Linked DNA regions of Gossypium hirsutum: region 1 is linked to region 2. Evidence: chromatin contacts called from public Hi-C data. All regions are on one chromosome and are shown on one strand. Each heading gives the region's core, a stretch centred on a gene start, on an enhancer-like site or on the middle of the called end of the contact. The rest is flanking DNA. Distances are from core to core; before and after follow the strand shown.

Region 1 (4,174 bases), core at 1,249-3,748, 300 kb before region 2:
AAACAAGCACTCTGGAGCTAGAGAGCATTTTGCACCCAATTTTTCTTTCATTATCAACAAATCTTAAGGACTATACACTTAGAATGCATAAAAAAGGAATATAAAAAGGTGCCACAACTAGACCAGAAAATACTTACATTTCTCACAGAAACTGTGCTGGCAGCAAGGTATCAGTACAGCCTCCTTAAAAAATGTGCCGCAAAGAGAGCATTTCAGCTCTGACGGAAAATCAGAAGGTTGCATTGCTGGAAAACTGGCAATAACCACTCTCAATAACCAGAGAACATGAAAGTAAAAGAAAGAGAAATCTTCAGACTGAATAATGACATAGAGATAACTGAGGGTGCAAGTGACAAAGCTCTTACGTAGAAAGTTTAGCATTCAACTCAATATCTGCTTTTGATTTTGTTCCTGGAATAATCTGACCTGATGTACAAAGGCAACATGGTAAATCATTTTTTTAAGAACAAAAACGAGAGAGACAAAAAGTCCATCCATATTGAGAAGGGTAGCTAAAGGAAAATGAAACATTTCACACCTTGTGGAACAGCCTCACTTATGTCACTCCCTTCAATTTTTTGACATTCTACCACAGGTTGCTTGGTGCAACTGAATGCAATGGGGAAAAACAATTTACATGAGAGAATAACAATACTGCTTCTGTACTAATAAATCATCAATAGACTGAAAATTGGACAAAGTGGTTGATGCAACTAATTAATGCATTAAAGAAACTAGAAATGAAAGACTGATACCTTTTTAATTTGAAATGAGTGTCCTCATCATCAATACAAAATCTGAACTCAATATTGCAAGATAAGTTCCCCTCAGTTACAGGGCATATTTCTGCCCCGAAGTCATCAAAGTTGACAGTTTCAGTATTCTGTAAAATAAATGTCATCATTTAGAAAAAAAAGTTCTCAACTAAAATAAGTAGGACAGCTTATCTTAAGGTCTACAAGTATTATTTACAAGAAGTGTTTGTGGTTCTTCATCCATCTTGAATTTCATTAACTTAACAAAATTGTAGTAGAATAACTATATTAAAAGGCAGCAGTGAACATGGTGTAAAAGTTCAAGCAATTAAAATATAGAAGACAGCATAAAACATTCTCATCTCATTACTCGTAAATAAAGAGAAAAGTGCAACAATAACAATTCTAAATCTATTTATTCATATCAACATAAAATTATGTGATTAAACATCCAATATGCAATTACTATATCAGGGGTTGCAAAAATAAAACTCACCTGAAGATGAGAGGTTTTGCTCATTTTCTCATCCGGGGTAGCAAAAACTTTGCATGAGCCTAAGTGTGCCCTGAAGATAGTCATCATTCATAGGTAAGGAACCAAGATAGGATGCCACATAATAAATTTTGTATCTAAAATTGAAGTCAACTGAGAGAGCACTAACCCTGCAGGAACTCTCTTTATGATCACACTCGAGCCACAAGGAATTTGAAAATCTTCATGCACGTAAGCTGTATCCAATCCATCAAGCAGACAAAGTAGTTGTTAGCAGATCTGACTGAGTGACAGCCTATGCTGGAACCCATGTAGTTAAAGCAAGTGACTAGCTGCTGTGTCTTAGAACTAGACAACAAAAGCGCCTCAGACTATTTGGGTCGAGGCACAGGCATTTCTATAAGGCACTTGGAGCAAAAACAGCCTGTTTGATTGAAGTCTTTAATTTCTTTAATTTTTATTTCTTCATTGATTTTATATTTAAGAGTAAAAAATGGATAATATCAAACTCTTCAGGTCTCATTATTTGTGTATTCAATAACAAAGACAACCATAAAAAAATCATGCATATTGACCAGAAAAACAAAAAAGAAAATTCTGCATATGTAAAATAGAAACTGGACTACATCAAAGTAATATATTAAGCTTATTTATAATAAAGTGCAAACACATACATATTCATCTTTCGCTTACTTATGCGCTATAGTCAATATAAGGATTCTAGGGCTTAGTGCGTCTTCTCTCCTAGATAACACTGGCTACAAAAGCTATTCAATCCTCCATACGTATGAATCCAATTCCATGTAAATCATTAGCTCGCTATAACTATAAACTTGATTTATACGATCGATTCGTACATAACTTGAAGCGAAAGCAACCAAACAGATAATAAAATTAAAGCAGACAGAAAGCGGGAGGTAACCTTGACCGGAGATAGGATCGGAGAAGAGAAGATCGAAATCTTGGAAAAGATTAAGTTTCTTGTTTTGGACGATACTGGATTTGAGATCACGAACGGAAATCGAAGGCTGGCCTCCAATGTCGACCGAATCGTAATTGCGCGAGCTTCTGAATTTGAAGTGGACCGACATGGCTGAGATGGAATCGGCGAGTTCAATTAGGAACTCAGTTATCCGGAATAATCTCCAGAAAAGAGGAAGGAAGGGAAAAGGGAGATGTTGTTGTGCGTCCGAATTGTGAATCTCTTTGCGAGAGAATTTGGGGATTCTGTTCGTTTTATCAAGTGTGAATCCAAACGGTTTTTATAGCGCGGCGGGTACGACAAGATTACCACGGGCGAAGTGCGTGACATTGGCACGAATGTTTAACTATACACCTGTTGGGTTGGGCCCGATGCGAAAAATGATTTTTGTAATGTCTACGATTGCTTTTAAATTAATTTTGTTAAATATTTTTTTAGAATAAAAATGAATTTTAAAAAACATTTTTACCGTGTGTCAAAATCTAAGTAATTTAATTAAAATATATATAACAGAAAAAGTAAAAGACATTTACCTCTCAGTCTTGGTGTAAAATACATTTCTCCATTGAAAACTATTCATGATTGCATGATTGAAAAAAAATCACATAAACTCTTCCATTCATATCTATTTACTAAATATTTAAATGAAAACATAACTAAACCTTTGTCATTATTTTATTTTCTATTTAATTTTATTCAATTTTTTCATTTTTAATTATAAAATAATGAAAATCCATTTACTTTAAAAATTATATTCAAATACTTTGAAATTAAATTCAAATTGAATTATATTTTACTTCTAGTAAATCTAAGTTGTCTGAATTTATATTTAACTCAATTACTTTAATAAATTTCTTTAATACATTTTTATAATTATTTTGGAATGCTTTTCAGGGATTTGGACATGCCCAAAACATAAAACAAGGTTATAAGGCTTAAAATGCTCAAAATTTAAGTTGTGCAGGTGCAGGGGCTACAAGTCTCGATACTTGAACATCAAGTCTCAAGACTTGGCTTGAAAGTTTTGAGACTTAGGTCTAGAACCGTAGAATTTTGATTTCGATGTTTGTAAGTCTCGAAACTTAGGTGTAAGTCTTGAGACCTTGGACCCCTAGAGTAGAATTTGGCTGAAAAATACTTCAAATCAACTCTAAACATCATCAAAACAAGCTAATAAGTTCCCAATTCATTTAAAACCCATTTGAAACTCAATTAAACAAAATTATAATCATACACGTGCTCGAATAGAGTAACGGAACAAAAGCTTCCAAAAGGAGATATTAAAAGAGTTGAACTTTACAAATAGCTTTACATTTCAATTATAATAAATGTGATTGTGTACATGCCAAGGTACAACACCAATTACAACTAAATTAATCAATTACAATCTTAAACTTAAGTGGTAATGCAATGCTCCCAAGTCAAGGGCACCATCTTCTCAATAGTCTAAAACATATGTGTTTTAAACAATTAACACATTAAGCTCAAAAGCTTAGTAAGTAACTATTGTAACCTACTTATCCTATATTTTATTTGTGTTAAACCCATCTTAAACACATTATATTAATACTTACTCACAACAATTTAGCACTACTAACGAATTAGCTAAGTTAATCGACTTTTAGGGCTCAACTTACATTTTCGTAGTTTATTAGCCTATGACATTATGAATTTCACGTTTAAGACTTTCATAAGTGGTTCATGTAGTATTAATCCTTTACCTCTTAGTTTAGGAATACTTTCATATATATACATACATGTATCCATACATATTATTCACACATCAAATTTTCATTTCCTATAACAACCTAGTTTCCAGTGGTATTAGAAAATGTGATTTTGAAACCTCGTTCCTATCAATCGAGTCCATAAATATTAAATAGTGATATTTATGGAGTTAATATAAAGATATATTGACATTAAATTAAGTAATTTAGCCGAAAA
Region 2 (3,923 bases), core at 1,105-3,604:
GCGTAGAAATAAAAAAAGGGGCCAAAGTGTAATTTTTACCATTATACTAACTTATAATTTCTTAAAAATTAAAGGGATCGATAGACGATTTTCTATTTTAGAGGGGCCAAGGCCATTGCTTGCCCCACGCTCCACCCTAGTAGTTCAATAAATATTTTATAATTTTTTAAAGTTAAGTGACCAAAATAGAAAATTTACTAATAATTTAATAACTTTATATGTAGTTTGCCCTTCATCTTTTTATATTTTTATTTAAAATCAATAAAAATACACATATTTAAATTTGAACCCAAAATATAATAATTTTTTTACCTTTAAAGTTACCATTTCTATTAAAACTTTATTTATTTTATATTTTTAATACATATATCATTTTGTTATAGTTATGTGATCTAAGATTACATATACTATTGAGCTATCAACATTTGTTATATCAAGTCTCTTTAAATATGATTTCGAATATGAGTATCATAAATAAAGAAAATAATATTACGAAAATTTTACTTATATTTAAATATTTATCTTTACTTGACTTCAAATTTTTTCGAGCACAAAAAATCTCATAAAAAAATATATTATTGAGCTGAATTCAATTCTACTTATAAAGATATAAACCTCTCACCCTAAACATAAAATATCTGTTTAATTTGATTAATCATAATGCGCCGATGGTTTTTTTTTTTGAATAATCGTAATAACAGATAAAGAAAAAGTGACCCAAAAGTTGTGGGTTGCACGTGCGATTTCATCTTTGAAAATCTACCTTGATGGAAAAAAAAGTGACTTTTTTAGTCAATAACCAGTCTTGTCTTGTCATCATAAAAAAACACGAGTTTTCTTTTTTCATTTTTACCAATTTAATTTTTATTTTCCACAACGATCCATTCAATTGTGTTTTTTTACTAGTAAATATATATTTTTAAACTATTTGATAAATATATCTTTTAATAAATAAATATTAAAATATTAAAATATACTTTAAATCTTAATACACTTAGTACATTTAAAATTTAATTTTACTACTTTTATTTTAAGAAATTTAACCCTTTTATCTTTTAGAGTTAAAAATTTAAATTCTATTATTATCATCATTAAAATTCTTTTATTAAATTAACTTATTTGTAATTTTGAAATTAAAAAAATACTTAATAGTCATAAGTGATGGAGCCAAAAATATTTTTTTAGGGTTAAAATTAAATTGTATATTTTTACGATAGTAAAGATGTAATTTACCATTTTAATAGACTATATATTTATAATTTTTAAAATATTAAATAAAATTTTTATTATTTTTGAGGGGTCAAAGTACAATTTTACCATTACTAATTTAAAATTTTATAAATTATAAACTATCTAAATAGAAAATTTTTCATTTTAGGGGAGTTGGGGCCCCTACCTGGCCTTGCCATTGGTAGTCATATAACAAAAAAATAGCATTGAAAATGCCGAAGTAGATTTTTTCATAAAAATACCCCACACTACAAAAATAGAGGGACCAAACTACATAAAAATTGAAATATATATATTGAATATCAAGTTTCAACATAGTAAAAAGGGTCAATGAAATTTGACCATTATCTTAATACTAAAAAAAGGGCAAGTCAAACCCAAAAGAAATGAGAAGCTAACATTTTAATCGAAAAATTAACATTACTAATTATTTGGAGTAAATAATAGTATTATAAAAATATAGTGATCAAATAGTGTTAGAAATTAAAATATAAAGATTAAATATCAACTTTAAGCATAATAAAGGGACTAAAATTGAATTTTAACCATATTTAAAATGTCAAAAAAACTGATGTGACACATGTCAGTTTTGGGAGGCCCTTATAGTTGTCTAGATTTAAAATGTAAAAAACAAAAAAAAAAAACGGTGGGACACGTGTTGGCCTTCCTTTTACATATAGTTGTATGGATTTAACTTCTATGTTTAAATTGATATTTATATGCTTTAAAATTGATACTAATTTTAATTTTCATCACACATTTTAATTCAATTTTATAAGTTGGTTAAAATTGAAAATTGTATTTCATGTTATTTTTCCATTAAAATTTGCTATTAGTTTTTATATTTAGACTAAATTTAATATTTAACTCCTATACTTAAAAAGTTTAATATTTAGTGCTTCTATTTTTATTTAAAAATTTCAATTGTAAATATTTTTGATTAAAATTTATCAACTTACAATTTTAATTAAGTTGTTCTAGTATGATATGAAATATGATTAATAAAAAATTTAAATTAATAAATATTGATAAATATGATTCTGTTTAATTTACAATTTTTAAATTAAAAATGTAAAAAATTAAATTTTAACTTTTAAAATATAGATACCAAATCTCAAAATCTAGACAAGAGAGGTAGTAACAATAATTTTAACCTATTTTTCCTTAGCAAAATTTAAGCATTGGGTTCTTCTTTTTTGGAAAATCAATTAGCGCCGGTCCATTTGTTTATTTTCATGCTTGCTAAAAAGAAGTGAATTTTACTTTACTAGACCAGATCCGGTGATGTTCGCTGCCCTCTCTGTATATTTTACATCTCCGTCTCTTGGTTCGTATGTATCAATCGATTCTTCTTTGGATTTTCTAAAAGATTGAACTTTCGAAATCTTTTTTTTTTTTGAAAATTTTCTAGGGTTCCTAAGAGGCCGGAGCTTTTTTTTTTGGGGGGGGTGGATGATGGAAGGTGGAAGGTGGTGAGTTAGGGGTTTATATTGTTTTAGTGGAGGGTTTGGTGCATGAGGATTTAGTGCTGCCTTTGCTTTATCGACGACGAACTAGACAACCATGAAGGAAGGGTTTTTGGCAAATGCTGACGACATTGAGGAGAATATTGTAAATGACGGCGATGAAGAAGCTCCCGCCAGTGTCACCGTCGCCCCAGATCGATTTGCATTCTCCCTAAACAGAACACTTAATAGTCGACGACAGAGAGACGAGACATTCCTGTTGTTTGAAGAAATGTCCGCCGCCATGAGGTGCGGTGGCAATTGGGTTGATGCTAAGTGGCTCCCATTGGTTGGCTGCTCGCGTCCTTCCCAGGGTGAGACTAGCGCCTCCGCTTCAACTGCCGTTGAAGATTCTGACTACCATGATTCGCACCATAAACGAGCCAAAGTCTACACTGTTTATCAGTGAGTTAACTGGACAAATGTAGGCAAAATTAGTTAAGAAATTAAATTTTTTTTGCGGTACTTATTCTGCAAAGTTTTTCATTGCAGCGAGAGCACCTCTTACTCATTAGCACCGAGAGAGTATAATAATAACCAATGCTCATCGATTTCATCCAATAAAGGGGTATTTTATCACAATTTCATGTTGAATAGTGGGAGTGATGGGCATCGTTTTGATGGTAATGGTGGGAAAGATGAGGAAAATGAGGGTGATTTGAGAGCTGAAGATTCTGAAATTCGAATGGATCTGACTGACGATTTATTGCATATGGTAGGCAGTTTGTATAATCTACATTATATGTTAGTTTTTTTTTATAATTTTTGTATTGTTTAATCTTATTGAACCGTTTTGTTTGTTTTTCCTGTTTTCAGGTGTTCTCGTTCTTGGATCATCGTAATCTTTGCAACTCAGCCATGGTTTGTAGGCAGTGGCGATCTGCTAGTGCTCATGAGGATTTTTGGAGGTGTTTGAACTTTGAAAACCGGAGTATATCTCTTGAAAAATGTGAGTTTTAGATTTGCTTAATATCTTTACTTCGTTTTCATTTGGTTTATACAGTGTATTCCAAGCAAATGAAGTTTAGAAATTGCTTAAATTTGAGACTTTCTTTTTTCAGATAAGAAAACTATATGAGTATGCAATTATATATCAGTTGCGCTTTCATCTTTTATAAATTTAGAATTAACATGTTTGGTGCTTGCTTCCTGAGCAAGATAATACTCACGTCATATGTTACAGATCTT

Evidence for each region. Hi-C and Micro-C count contacts between places; a contact is called where the count stands out from the background.
Region 1: a Hi-C map of leaf shows a contact between it and region 2, with 2.5 times the contacts expected there. The contact joins the promoter of LOC107901011 here to the promoter of LOC107900983 in region 2. A contact is called at or near these places in 12 of 34 Hi-C or Micro-C datasets (callus, hypocotyl, leaf and 1 more).

The regions. Positions count from the first base shown.
Region 1 is chrD06:17,630,237-17,634,410 of Gossypium_hirsutum_v2.1, reverse strand. LOC107901011 (E3 ubiquitin ligase PQT3-like) reads right to left here and starts at 2,498. Exons shown (of 15, transcript XM_041095896.1): 1 at 2,171-2,498; 2 at 1,418-1,484; 3 at 1,252-1,321; 4 at 756-883; 5 at 539-609; 6 at 366-426; 7 at 138-253. The coding sequence starts at 2,339.
Region 2 is chrD06:17,327,614-17,331,536 of Gossypium_hirsutum_v2.1, reverse strand. It overlaps LOC107900983 (F-box/LRR-repeat protein 15), which reads left to right and starts at 2,354. Exons shown (of 18, transcript XM_016826794.2): 1 at 2,354-3,140; 2 at 3,228-3,450; 3 at 3,552-3,684. The coding sequence starts at 2,794.